2 separate regions of the Macaca mulatta genome follow, and region 1 is linked to region 2. A link is a contact called in public Hi-C data. All regions are on one chromosome and are shown on one strand. The core of a region is the stretch at or near the end of the contact, and the rest is flanking DNA. Distances in the headings are between cores, read along the strand shown.

Evidence for each region. Hi-C and Micro-C count contacts between places; a contact is called where the count stands out from the background.
Region 1: a Hi-C map of fetal cortex germinal zone shows a contact between it and region 2, with 2.3 times the contacts expected there. The contact joins the promoter of ATP5F1D here to the promoter of GPX4 in region 2. A contact is called at or near these places in 2 of 14 Hi-C or Micro-C datasets (fetal cortex germinal zone and liver).

The regions. Positions count from the first base shown.
Region 1 is chr19:1,912,313-1,917,985 of T2T-MMU8v2.0, reverse strand. ATP5F1D (ATP synthase F1 subunit delta) reads right to left here and starts at 3,910. Exons shown (of 4, transcript NM_001261689.1): 1 at 3,662-3,910; 2 at 3,045-3,198; 3 at 1,385-1,473; 4 at 843-1,254. The coding sequence starts at 3,802. The coding sequence ends at 1,132. It overlaps LOC114673974 (a long non-coding RNA gene), which reads left to right and starts at 1,255. Exons shown (of 3, transcript XR_013409423.1): 1 at 1,255-1,355; 2 at 2,829-2,882; 3 at 2,968-3,898.
Region 2 is chr19:1,764,998-1,770,467 of T2T-MMU8v2.0, reverse strand. It overlaps GPX4 (glutathione peroxidase 4), which reads right to left and starts at 3,177. Exons shown (of 7, transcript NM_001118889.2): 1 at 3,023-3,177; 2 at 1,790-1,884; 3 at 1,558-1,702; 4 at 1,241-1,392; 5 at 874-898; 6 at 669-728; 7 at 338-590. The coding sequence starts at 3,106. The coding sequence ends at 558.

The DNA of each region.
Region 1 (5,673 bases), core at 2,661-5,160, 150 kb before region 2:
CTCCAGTGACACAGGCAGGCCCACCCTCCCCACTCACCCCCTTGGAATCCCTTGCCTACCCCACTCCACAGGGCCCTATCCCAAGGAGGGGAGGAGGTCAGGAGACCCCACCCCCGCTGTCCGAACACCACCTAGAGCCAGTGTCGCCTGCCCCCAGGGTTACGGAAAGGAGAAGAGGCGGGCCCAGCGGGGCAGTGCCAGGGAGCCACCCCCTCCTGGGCCTACCCCACTCCATCTGGGGCCAACCCAGAAGCCTAGGTGCCCACGGAGGTGCCAAAAACACTGCAGATTTGGCACCCAGCCAGGCAGGGCCACCCACAGGACGGGCGGGCACAGGGCGGGGCCACCGTGGGAGCGGGTGGGGCCCGCCTCTTCCCAGAGGCTGGTGGGCGGGGCCAAGGGCTGGCAGGGCTCAGGGTCAAGGCCTGGAGACCAGGAACTGGGCTGAGGTGTCAGGAGCGGCGGGGACACCCCTCCCCGCCCGATGTCCCCATCACTGGCGACCTTCACCCTCCCCACCATCGTGGGGTGAAGGTCAGCACCCTGCCCGCCCGGCTGCACCCCACCCACCCCCTCGAGCCTGCTTCCTACAGACCTCCCGGTGCCCTAAGGGGCATTCAGTCCAGGGAACTCAAAGCCCCTATTCCCAGGGGGACATGGAGGACTGGAGGACGTGAGCAGAGGCCCAGGACGCTCCCGGCTTCACCGGGCCAGGTGGAGTAACAAGAGCCGAGCAGTCAGGCTTCCCGGTCTTTAATGGGGCGGGGGCTGGGGGCAGCTCATCCAGAGAGGTGGCTCCGAAGCTGAGGTGGACCTTGGCGGCTGGCTCTGCAGGGCAGAGGGGATGGTATGCGGCCCGTGAGGCTGGGGGGATCTTGAGAGGTGGAACGACAGCCCCGTGGGTGGCAGCCACAGCTCAAAGCTGAGGAGGATCGTCTGTCCCTGCCCCAGTCCCCAGGGCTTTAAACACAAGCAGGGCCTGGGGCCCAGGCAGCAGCCTGCACTGCCCTCTGGTGGCCTCCTCGACAGGCACGGCTTCCCCAGGTGGCTGGGACGCCAGAAGCTGGCTGGGCCCACCTGGCACCCCTGCCCAGCCCCTAGCCGGGCCTCGGGACACGGGGTACGCACCGCCTACTCCAGGGCCTTCACCAAGGCCTCGTTGGCCTCGATTCGGATCTGGATCTCTGCCCGAGTGGCCTCGTCAGCTGCCCCCAACAGCTCCGCCTGGGCCTTCTCCAAGTTCGCCTTGGCTGCCTGCAAGGGATTGAGGGACGGTGAGGGGCCAGCAGGGACCCCAGCCCGGCTCCTGGTCCCCCAGCGCTCCCTCCCCCGCAGCCTGGACAACTCCCGCCCTGGTGAGCCTCAGGTCCCCTCTGGCACTCACCCCCAGGTCCAACATGTCGAGCGTCACCGCCTCTTCTGCCAATAACTGCACCGAAGAGTCGGCATTCACGGCGATGGAACCACTGCTCACTGGGGGAATGGGGTGGGGGGAAGGTGTGAGACCTCACGGGGCCAGACAGCCTCAGGGACGCCCCTGGTCAAGTGCAGAGCCCCCTGTGAACCAGAAGCTCGACAAACACTCAAGTCTGTGTCCTGAGTGTCCTAACAGACCTACAGGACTGGCCCTGGGGTCCAACATGGGGGGCAACTCCTAGAGAACAAAACAGGGGCCCCAAGAAAGAACTAGAAGCTGGAGGGACCCCCAAAAGCACTACCTGGGGACAGAGACCCTCCCTCTGGCCCACCACCCATGGCTGAGCTGGGATCCGGGCCAAAAGCAAGCTGAGTTCAAACCCGGCTCTACCATTGGAAACCAGTGATGCTTAAAACTGCGTTTTTCCTGTACAAATGACCTTCCTCCCCTAATCTGATCAGCCCTCCTGACATGGTTTCTTGAGGATTTTTTTTTTTTTTTTTTTGGCACAGGGTCTCGCTCTTGTTACCAAGGCTGAAGTGCAGTGGCATGATCGTAGCTCACTGCAGCCTTGAATTTCCCGGCTGAGGCGGCCCTCTTGCTTCAGCCTCCCAAGTAGCTGGACCACAACCAGCTAATTTTTTGTAGATATAGGATTTCACTATGTTGCCCAGGCTGGTCTCAAACTCCTGGGCTCAAGAGACCCTTCCACCTCGGCCTTCCAAAGTGCTAGGATTACAGGTGTGAACCACCGCACCCAGCCTCGCCTGGTTAGTTTCTTTTTATTTTTTGGAGAGACGGGGTCTCACTATGTTGCCAAGGCTAGTCTTGATCTCCTGGGCTCAAGCGATTCTCCCACTTCAGTCTCCCAAAGTGCTGAGACTACAGGCATGAGCCACTGGGCCTGGGTGGTTTTACATCTCTTGCTTCATCCATCACACATTGGTTAGTCCAGAGCCAGTCGTAAACCGGTTGAGAGCAGGGTCCCCTCTGGTTCGCTTTCATCACCGCCCAGCCCAGGCTCCTCAGTGGACAAACCTGCTGAAACTGTATTTTCTTTTTTGAGATGGAGTTTCACTCTTCTTGCCCAGGCTGGAGTGCAGTGGCACGATCTCCGCTCACTGCAACCTCTGCGTCCAGGGTTCAAGCGATTCTCCTGCCTCAGCCTACTGAGTAGCTGGGATTACAAGCGGCCACCACCACACCCAACTAGTTTTCTGTATATATATATACTTATATTTTTTTTGAGATGGAGTCTCACTCTGTAGCCCAGGCTGGAGTGCAGTGGCGCAGTCTCTGCTCACTGCAAGCTCTGCCTCCCAGGTTCACGCCATTCTCCTGCCTTAGCCTCCCGAGTAGCTGGGACAACAGGTGCCCGCCACCACACCCGGCTAATTTTTTATATTTTTAGTAGAGATGGGGTTTTACCGTGTTAGCCAGGATGGTCTCGATCTCCTAACCTCAGGTGATCCACCTGCCTCGGCCTCCCAAAGTACTGGGATTACAGGCGTGATCCACCGTGCCCGGCCTAGAACTATTTTTTCTCGCAGCCTCAACTGAGACGGAGACTGACCTGGGATGTGCAGCCCGGGTCTGGCCTGGCCCTGCAGCCCTCCACCGAACTCACCGAAGTATTTGGAGGTGGTGCCGTCCTCTGCATGCACCACAACCAGCCCCGGCCGAAGGACCTGCAGCGTGGGCACGTGGGCCGCCAGGATGCCGAAGGCTCCGGTCAGCGTTGGCACGTCCACCTGCCGGACGTTGGCACCGTTGAAGAACACCTGCGACAACAGCGTGGGGGAATGATGGCGGGGCAGGCCGGCCCCGCGCCCACCCCGGACTCGGCCTGTCCTGCTGAGAAATGGGTCCGGGCAGGACCTGGCGCTGATGTGAGGCACTGAGACAGCCCAGTGCAGGATCAGAGATTGCAGCTTTGGTCCTCAACTTTGCGCCTCATTCTACTGATCCGCGAAATGGGAATGCAACGATCCGGCGACACCCAGGCTTTGGCCAGGGAGATCGGGGAGGGCACCCAGGAGGCGCTTATCTCGGGGAGGTGCCCGGGACGAGGGCAGCGCAGGGCTCGGGCGGCAGAGGCAGGGCCGAGGGTCCAGGACTGAGTGACCTCGGCTTCCGGGGCGCGCGGATTCGGGGACCCGGAAGCGGGGGGTCGCCCCCTGGGGGTGGGGACCCTGGACTCCGGGGGCGGCGGCCACGGAGGGTCCCGACCCGCAGCGCCCGAACCTGCGTTGGGGAGGCGAAGGTGAAGGACATCTGGTTGGGGCCGGCGGCGGCAGCCGGGGCGGCGGCGGCCTCGGCATAAGCACGGGCCTGACGGACGAGGCGGCCAAGTCCCGGGCGGCGGAGCAGCGCGGCGGGCAGCATGGCAGCGACCGGCGGCAGGAAGCGGGTGGCTGGCGGGCGGCGGACTCCGGCGCTGCGCGGGCGGCCTGGAGGGCGAGGAGGACGACGCGCAGGGACGTCTGGGAGGAGGAGTCCTGGCAAGAGCGCAAGCGCGAACTACGACTCCCAGCAGGGCGCACGCGACGTTGTCGACGTTAAGGACGCAACGCCCCGTCGTGGGGTATTCTGGGGGTTGCAGTTTTGTTCTGGCCCCTTATATAGCAGGGGGTCAGCTAAGGGCGGTGAGATGGTCCTGGGAGGTGGAGGGAGTAAAACGAGCTTCAGTGAAATTCAAGATTGGGCTGCCTGGTGGCTCACGCCTGTAATACCAGCGCTTTGGGAGGTTGAGCCCAGAGGATCACTTGAGGCTTGGAAACCAGTCTGGGCAACAGTGCGGATCGCCCCCGCCCCCGACCTGTCTGTACAAAAAAAAAAAAAAAAAAAAAAAAAAGATTTTTGGGGCGCTCATTGGATGCAGGGTCCTGGATAGACATCAAGAAAACATCAAGATTCCTGTTCTGGGCCAGGTGTGGTGGCTCCAATCTGTAATCCCAGCACCTTGGGAGGCCGAGGCAGGAGAATCACTTGACCCCAGGAGATCGAGACCAGCCTGGGCAACATAGGGAGACCCTGTCTCTACAAATAATCAAAAAATTACCTTGGCATGGTGGTGCACGCCTGTAGTCCCAGCTACTGGGGAGGCTGAGGTGGGAGCATTGCTTGGGTCTAAGAAGGTTGAGGCTGCAGTGAGCTATGATTGCACCACTGCACTCTAGCCTGGGCGACAGAGTGAGAATCCTGCTCTGGGGCCGGGGGTCGTTTAGCAGATCAGGCCGGGCGCGGTGGCTCACGCCTGTAATCCTAGCACTTTGGAGGGCGAGGTGGGCGGATCACCTGAGGTCAGGAGTTTGAAACCAGCCTGGTCAACATGGCGAAACCTCGTCTCTAAATATACAAAAACTAGCCGAGCATGGTGGTGGGCGCCTGTAATCCCAACTACTCGGGAGGCTGAGGCAGGAGAATCGCTCGAACCCGGGGGGAGGAGGTTGCAGTCAGCCGAGATCGCGCCACTGCACTCCAGCCTGGGCGACAGAGCAAGACTCTGTTTCGGCCGGGCTTGGTGGCTCAAGCCTGTAATCCCAGCACTTTGGGAGGCCGAGACGGGCGAATCACGAGGTCAGGAGATCGAGACCATCCTGGTTAATACGGTGAAACCCCGTCTCTACTGAAAAGTACAAAAAACTAGCCGGGCGAGGTGGCGGGCGCCTGTAGTCCCAGCTACTTGGGAGGCTGAGGCATGAGAATGGTGTGAACCCGGGAGGCGGAGCTTGCAGTGAGCTGAGATCTGGCCACTGCACTCCGGCCTGGGCGACAGAGCGAGACTCCGTCTCAAAAAACAAACAAACAAACAAACAAACAAACAAACAAAAAAGACTCTGTTTCAAAAATAAATTAATTAAAAAATAAGCAGGTAGTAGTGATAGGTGGTGACAAATGCCAAAAATAAATATTAGTAAAAGTCGAGAAAGTGCAGGATGAGACAGGGTGGAAGGCTGCAGGTGCCGCTGTTCTAGGGAACGGCGACCGCCGCCAGGGGCACAGCGCGGGCAGGAGCACGGGCGATGCGAGAGGGCTCGCTGGGAACCCCGGACCCCGGCGCGCTGCTCCCCGGTGCCGGCAGAGGGCGCTCCGCGCCCGGAGATGCGCTCACCGCCCCCCACCTCCTGCCTGGCCCTCGCCCCCGCGCGCCGCTGACGCAGGAGCGCGTGCGCGGGCGGCTCGGGGCTCCGCTGCCGTCAGCCAGCGGCCCGCGCAGCCTCGCTCGCGGCCATGACGTCACTGCCCCGCCCCCG
Region 2 (5,470 bases), core at 1,928-4,427:
TTTCTGGCCAGAGGCGGCCCCAGTAGCCACCTCCTAACGGGTTAAGACCCGGGGCCGGGAAGAACAGCCACTTGAAATTATCTTCTCCAAGACTCAGCCCTACTGGGCCCTACCTGTGCATACCAGGCAGGGCTGCATGGATTAAGGCCCAGGGCTTGGTGTCCAACGGGCCCAGATCTCACTGCACCCCAGCACCCCAGCCAGCACAGCCCCCAAGCCTGGAGGAAGAGGAGGCAACACTCCACCTTCATGGCACTCCCTGGCAGGTGACAGCAGCTGGCCCTGACATGGAGGGGTGCCTGGCAAAAGGGCCCCCCCAAGCCCCTAGGCAGAAAGATCCAGCAGACCAATTTGTCTCTTTATTCCCATAAGGCAGCCAGGGGTGGGGGCGCCGAGCCAAGCCCAGCGGGCCACGGGACCTTCCTCCGGCGGGGTGCACGCTGGATTTTCGGGTCTGCCTCACCAGGAGCTGGTTTGCAAGCAGGCCGTCATGGGTGCCGGTGGAAGGCTCCGAGGGCGTGGGCAGGGGGCTCGGGCGGGGCCACACACTTGTGGAGCTAGAAATAGTGGGGCAGGTCCTTCTCTATCACCTGTCGGGGAGAAAAGCTGGGTCAGGGCAGCTAGCTCCCGAGCCGCTGCCCCAAGCAGGCTCCCTAGAGAGGACCTACCAGGGGTTCCTCCATGGGTCCGTACCGCTTCACCACGCAGCCGTTCTTGTCAATGAGGAACTGTGGAGAGACAGTGTCTGAACTGTGGGGCACCGTGGGTGTGGCCCCCTGCAAGGGGCTGAGGCTGCCCTTCCTGCCCGCTGCCCATGTGGGCCAGGGCTGTGGCCGGGGGGAGCTGGTCCCCTACCCCCCACAGCCCCCTTACCTTGGTGAAGTTCCACTTGATGGCACTGGAAAAGAAGCACATGGGTGTAAGCGTCCCCAGCAGCCCCCCACGGGCCCACTAGCCATCCTGCCTCCAGGAGGCCACATGGACATGAGTGTCCCCAGCGGCCCCCCACGCCTCCCCAGCCATCTTACCCCAGGAGGCCACGCAGTGTGAGAGTCCCAGCAGCCCCCCACAGCCCCCTGAGCCATCCTGTCCCCAGGAGGCCACACAGTGTGAGAGTCCCAGCACCCCCACCTCAACCGCCCCCTGAGCCATTCTGCCCCCAGGGAGGTGTGCACATCCCAGCAGGCCCCCACACAGCCCCCCCAACCCCGCAGCTGTAATGTCCCCAGAGGTCACGCACTTTCCCAGGATGCCCTTGCCCTTGGGCTGGATCTTCATCCACTTCCACAGCGGGTGGGCATCGTCCCCGTTCACGCATATCTTGCTGAACATATCGAATTTGACGTTGTAGCCCGCGGCGAACTCTTTGATCTCTTCGTTACTCCCTGGCTCCTGTGGTGGCCAAGGTGTGCTTGAGTGCGTCGGGGGCCCCCGCACACTCCGAGGCCCTCTCCAGGCCGGAGCCCACCCTGACCCCCACCCATCGGCCTCTGCAAGGCCACAGCCCACCCCCACCCACCGGCCTCTGCGGGCCCCGGGAACGCAGCAGCCGCCCACCTGCTTCCCGAACTGGTTACATGGGAAGGCCAGGATCCGCAAACCGCACTCAGCGTATCGGGCGTGCAGGTCGACGAGCTGAGTGTAGTTCACTTCGGTCTTGCCTCACTGGGAGGCCACGTTGGTGACGATGCACACGAACCCCCTGCAAGAGTCGGCGGGGGTCAAGCGCAGAAGACCAGGGCCCCCTCCCAGGCCCCGGCCATGCGCCCCACCGCAGGCGAGCGCCCACCGGTACTTGTCCAGGTTAACCATGTGCCCGTCGATGTCTTTCGCGGAAAACTCGTGCATGGAGCGCGCACAGCGCCAGTCGTCCCGGGACGCGCACTGCAAGGCAAAGGGGGCTGAGCAGGGAGCATGGACGGGAGGCCGAGCCGGGGGCCCTGGGGCAGGAAGGGATGCGGAGCGGGTCGGTGGCGGGGACACCGGAGCCCTGGGGCCCTGAAAACCTGAACGCTCCTCCTCCTCAAACGCACACGCCTCCTTGTGCCTCTGGTCCCGTTTTACCGGAAACCCGGAGACCGAGAGAAGGTTCCAACCCCAAAAAGTGCCACAGCAGCAGGTGTGAGGGCCCCGCGCGCACCGGGTCCTGGGATTCGGGACATTCGTGGATCTCCGGTCCCAAGCTGCGGGGACAGGGCTCCTTCCGCCGGCGCCGCGCCCTCCTGCGCCTGCACGCTGGGGCCTTCCGCCGTCGAGGGGCTCGCGGCCGCCGTCTGCCCCGGCTCTGGCACCGCTGCCTGCGGCGCCTGGAGGAGCCTGCGCCCGCGCGGCCCATACCCGCCCGTCTCCCGCCCCGCCTGGCTCCCCCACCCCGAGCGCCGCTGCCGGGGACAAAGGCCCGGAGGCCGAAGTCAGGACTGTGCGACTGTGACGCCACCAAGCTAGGCCAAGCCGCGGGGGCGGGGCGGCGCCCGGGGGCGCGTGATCCGGGGTTTCCAGCCCTCTGCACCCACAACCGCTCGGGCGCAGCAGCCCCGCTCGGCCCGGAGACACCCACCCGTGGCCCCCAACGGCCCAGCTCCGCCCCAGCCGTCCCGGACCCCGCCCCCTGCAAGCCGGGACCCCGACCCCGGCGCGCGCGCCCGCAACGGCTTCGACGGCCGCTTCCCCGACCCCGACCCGCGCGCGTGGAACAGCCCCTTCCACTTCCCCGACCCCAGCCCGCGCGCTCGCAACGGCCTGGACAGCCCCTTCCCGGACCCCGACCCGCGCGCATTGAACAGCCCCTTCCCCTTCCCCGAACCCAGCCCGCGTGCCCGCAACGGCCTGGAGGGCCACGGAGCGCGTCGCAGTGCGGTCACCCGCGTCCGCGCCCGGCCGGGGGTGGGGAGGGGGAGCCACCCAGACGCCCCCCACCAAGGTCACGGGAGCCCGAGGGTTCCCCGCGCCGGCGAGCGGAGACGGGGATCGCGCGCCCGCCCCAACGGTAACCGGGCAGGCAACAGCCTCGGCGCCCGCTCACCATGGTACCGGCGAGGCCGGGCGCGGCCAGAGCCCCACAGAGCAGCGCTGGCTTCAGCAGGCGGCAAAGGCGGCCGAGGTTCATCGCGGCGGGCCTGGGAGCCAGCGGCTCCTCCCCTCGTCCAGCCGACCAATGGACGCGCGTCGGCTCTCCGCACCTCCCCTCCCACGGCCACGCCCTCCGGAGCGCTCACTGGTCAGCCGCGTCGGTGTTGAGCCCTCGCGCCGATGCCAGCCAATGGGAGGCCGGAAGGGGAAAAAGGCGGGGAAGGGGGCGGGACCGGACGTGCGAACTGTTGTCGGCGACTGCGCATGCTCGCTTGCGCGCAGGCGGCCGCGTCTACGCAGGCGACGCGTTGGGAGGCAGCGCACGGTACTCCGGATGGTTGACCGCAGCGCGGCGGCAGGCCAGACAACTTGAGAATGCTACTTAAGACTCGTCGAGGGCGTTTCTCCAACTGGCAGAAAAGTCTCCCCAACTCGTTTACCTTTTTTTTTTAAGAGACGGGGTCTTGCTGTGTTGCCCAAGCTAAAGTGCAGTGGCACGATCAGGGCACACTGCAGCCGCGACCTCCCAGTCTCAAGCGAACCTCCCGCCTCTGCTTCCCGAGCAGCTGGGACAACAGGCTCATCCCAGCTCATCATCACCATTCCTGGCTAATTATTGTAAAGACATGGGTGTCTCACTATGTTGCCTAGGCTGGTCTCAAACTCCTGACCTCAAGTGATCCTCCAGCCTCAGCTTCCCAAACTGCTGGGATCACAGGTGTGAGCCACAGGCCCGGCCGGGATTTGCCTTTTTTTTTTTTTTTTTTTTTTTTTTGAGACAGAGTTTTGCTCTTTTGCCCAGGCTGGAGTGCAGTGGTGCGACCTCGTCTCACCACAATCTCCGCCCACCGGGTTCAAGCGATTCTCCTGACTCAGCCTCCTGAGTAACTGGGATTACAGGAGCGAGCCACCACACCCAGCTAATTTTTTTGTATTTTTAGTAGAGACAGGGTTTCACCATGTTGGCCAGGCTGATCTCAAACTCCTGACCTCATGTGATGTGCCCACCTCGGCCGCCCAAAGTGCTGGGATTACAGGTGTGAACCACCGCATCCGGCCGAGGGATTTGCCTTTTTAATGTAAATGAAACCAAACTGAGGTCTGCTCCTCATCACAGTCCCATCTTATGAGGGTGCCCAGAGAGGGCATGGGGGTGTCCCTGCCCTCACTCCTGCCGTGGGCACAGGGGTGTCAGTGACTCCCCACCTCTGGGTCTGGTTGCCAAGCCGCTTACATAACATGTGGGCACTGGGACCTGAGAGTCATGGAGACAGTTACCATTTAACTGAGAACCTGGAGTTTCCTGGGATCCCACCCCAGAGACAGCTGCCCACGCAGGGACGCGCGGTGTGTACTCAGAAAATAAACACAAGTCTGGAGGGTTTTCTTACGCTTCTAACATTACGAGGTGTGGGCACACCCAGAGCCCATACCACCCCACATCTTGGCTTCCAACTCTGTTTTTCACTTTGTGGCTTGGACATTTGGCAACAGAGACACTCATCTCATACTTGGGAACTGAGTCACCGTGATTAGACTTTGACCCCTGTACAGACAGGGGTTTGGAATGTGTGTGTGTGTGTGTGAAGGAGTCTTGGTCTGTTACCCAGGCTGGAGTGCAGTGTCTCCATCTCAGCTCACTGCAACCTCTGCCTTCCGGGTTCAAGCGATTCTCCTGCCTCAGTCTCCTGAGTAGCTGGGATTACAGGCGCGTGCTACCAAGCCCAGCTAATGTTTGTATTTTTAGTAGAGACAGGGTTTCACCATGTTGCTCAGGCTGGTCTTGAACTCCTGACCTCAGGTGATCCACCTGCCTCAGCCTCCCAAAGTGCTGGCATCGCAGGCGTGAGCCACTCTACCTACCCTGCCTAGATTTTTATGTTGCCTTCAAGGTCTTAACGTTTTCTGACCCTGCATTGAGTAAATTTTTTCAGAGACAGATTCAGGGCTGGGTTGATTTGGGGTGGGACCTATGAGCCAGTCCCCGCCACTGCCCCCGACTCAGGCCTGCTAGATGCAGCACAGAGGCCTTGTAGATGGAGTTGAGTGGCAAAGGCAGTGAAGCAAGGATCCCTGAGCTGGGCTGGCAGAATCCAGGTCTTGCATAAGCCTGTTCACATGGCTTTGCTCCCGCCCAGCCCCCAGAGGCCGAGTTCTTGGAGTCAACCCCCATTGTCTCACTTCTCAGGAAACCCCCCCATTTCCTCCCGCCCTGGCAGTGCCGGGTGACAGGGCCACACTGGCGAATCTGTTCCTGCCCTTGCAGAGGCTCAGCTGTTTGCAATGTTGCCAGAGTTGTTTTCCATAAGTTGGTTGCAAACGTGTGCGCTGAAACCGGTGTTTATCTCAGGGTTGCCAGAAAAACAGCTCAGCACCCACAGCTCGGCGGAGAAACCTTATC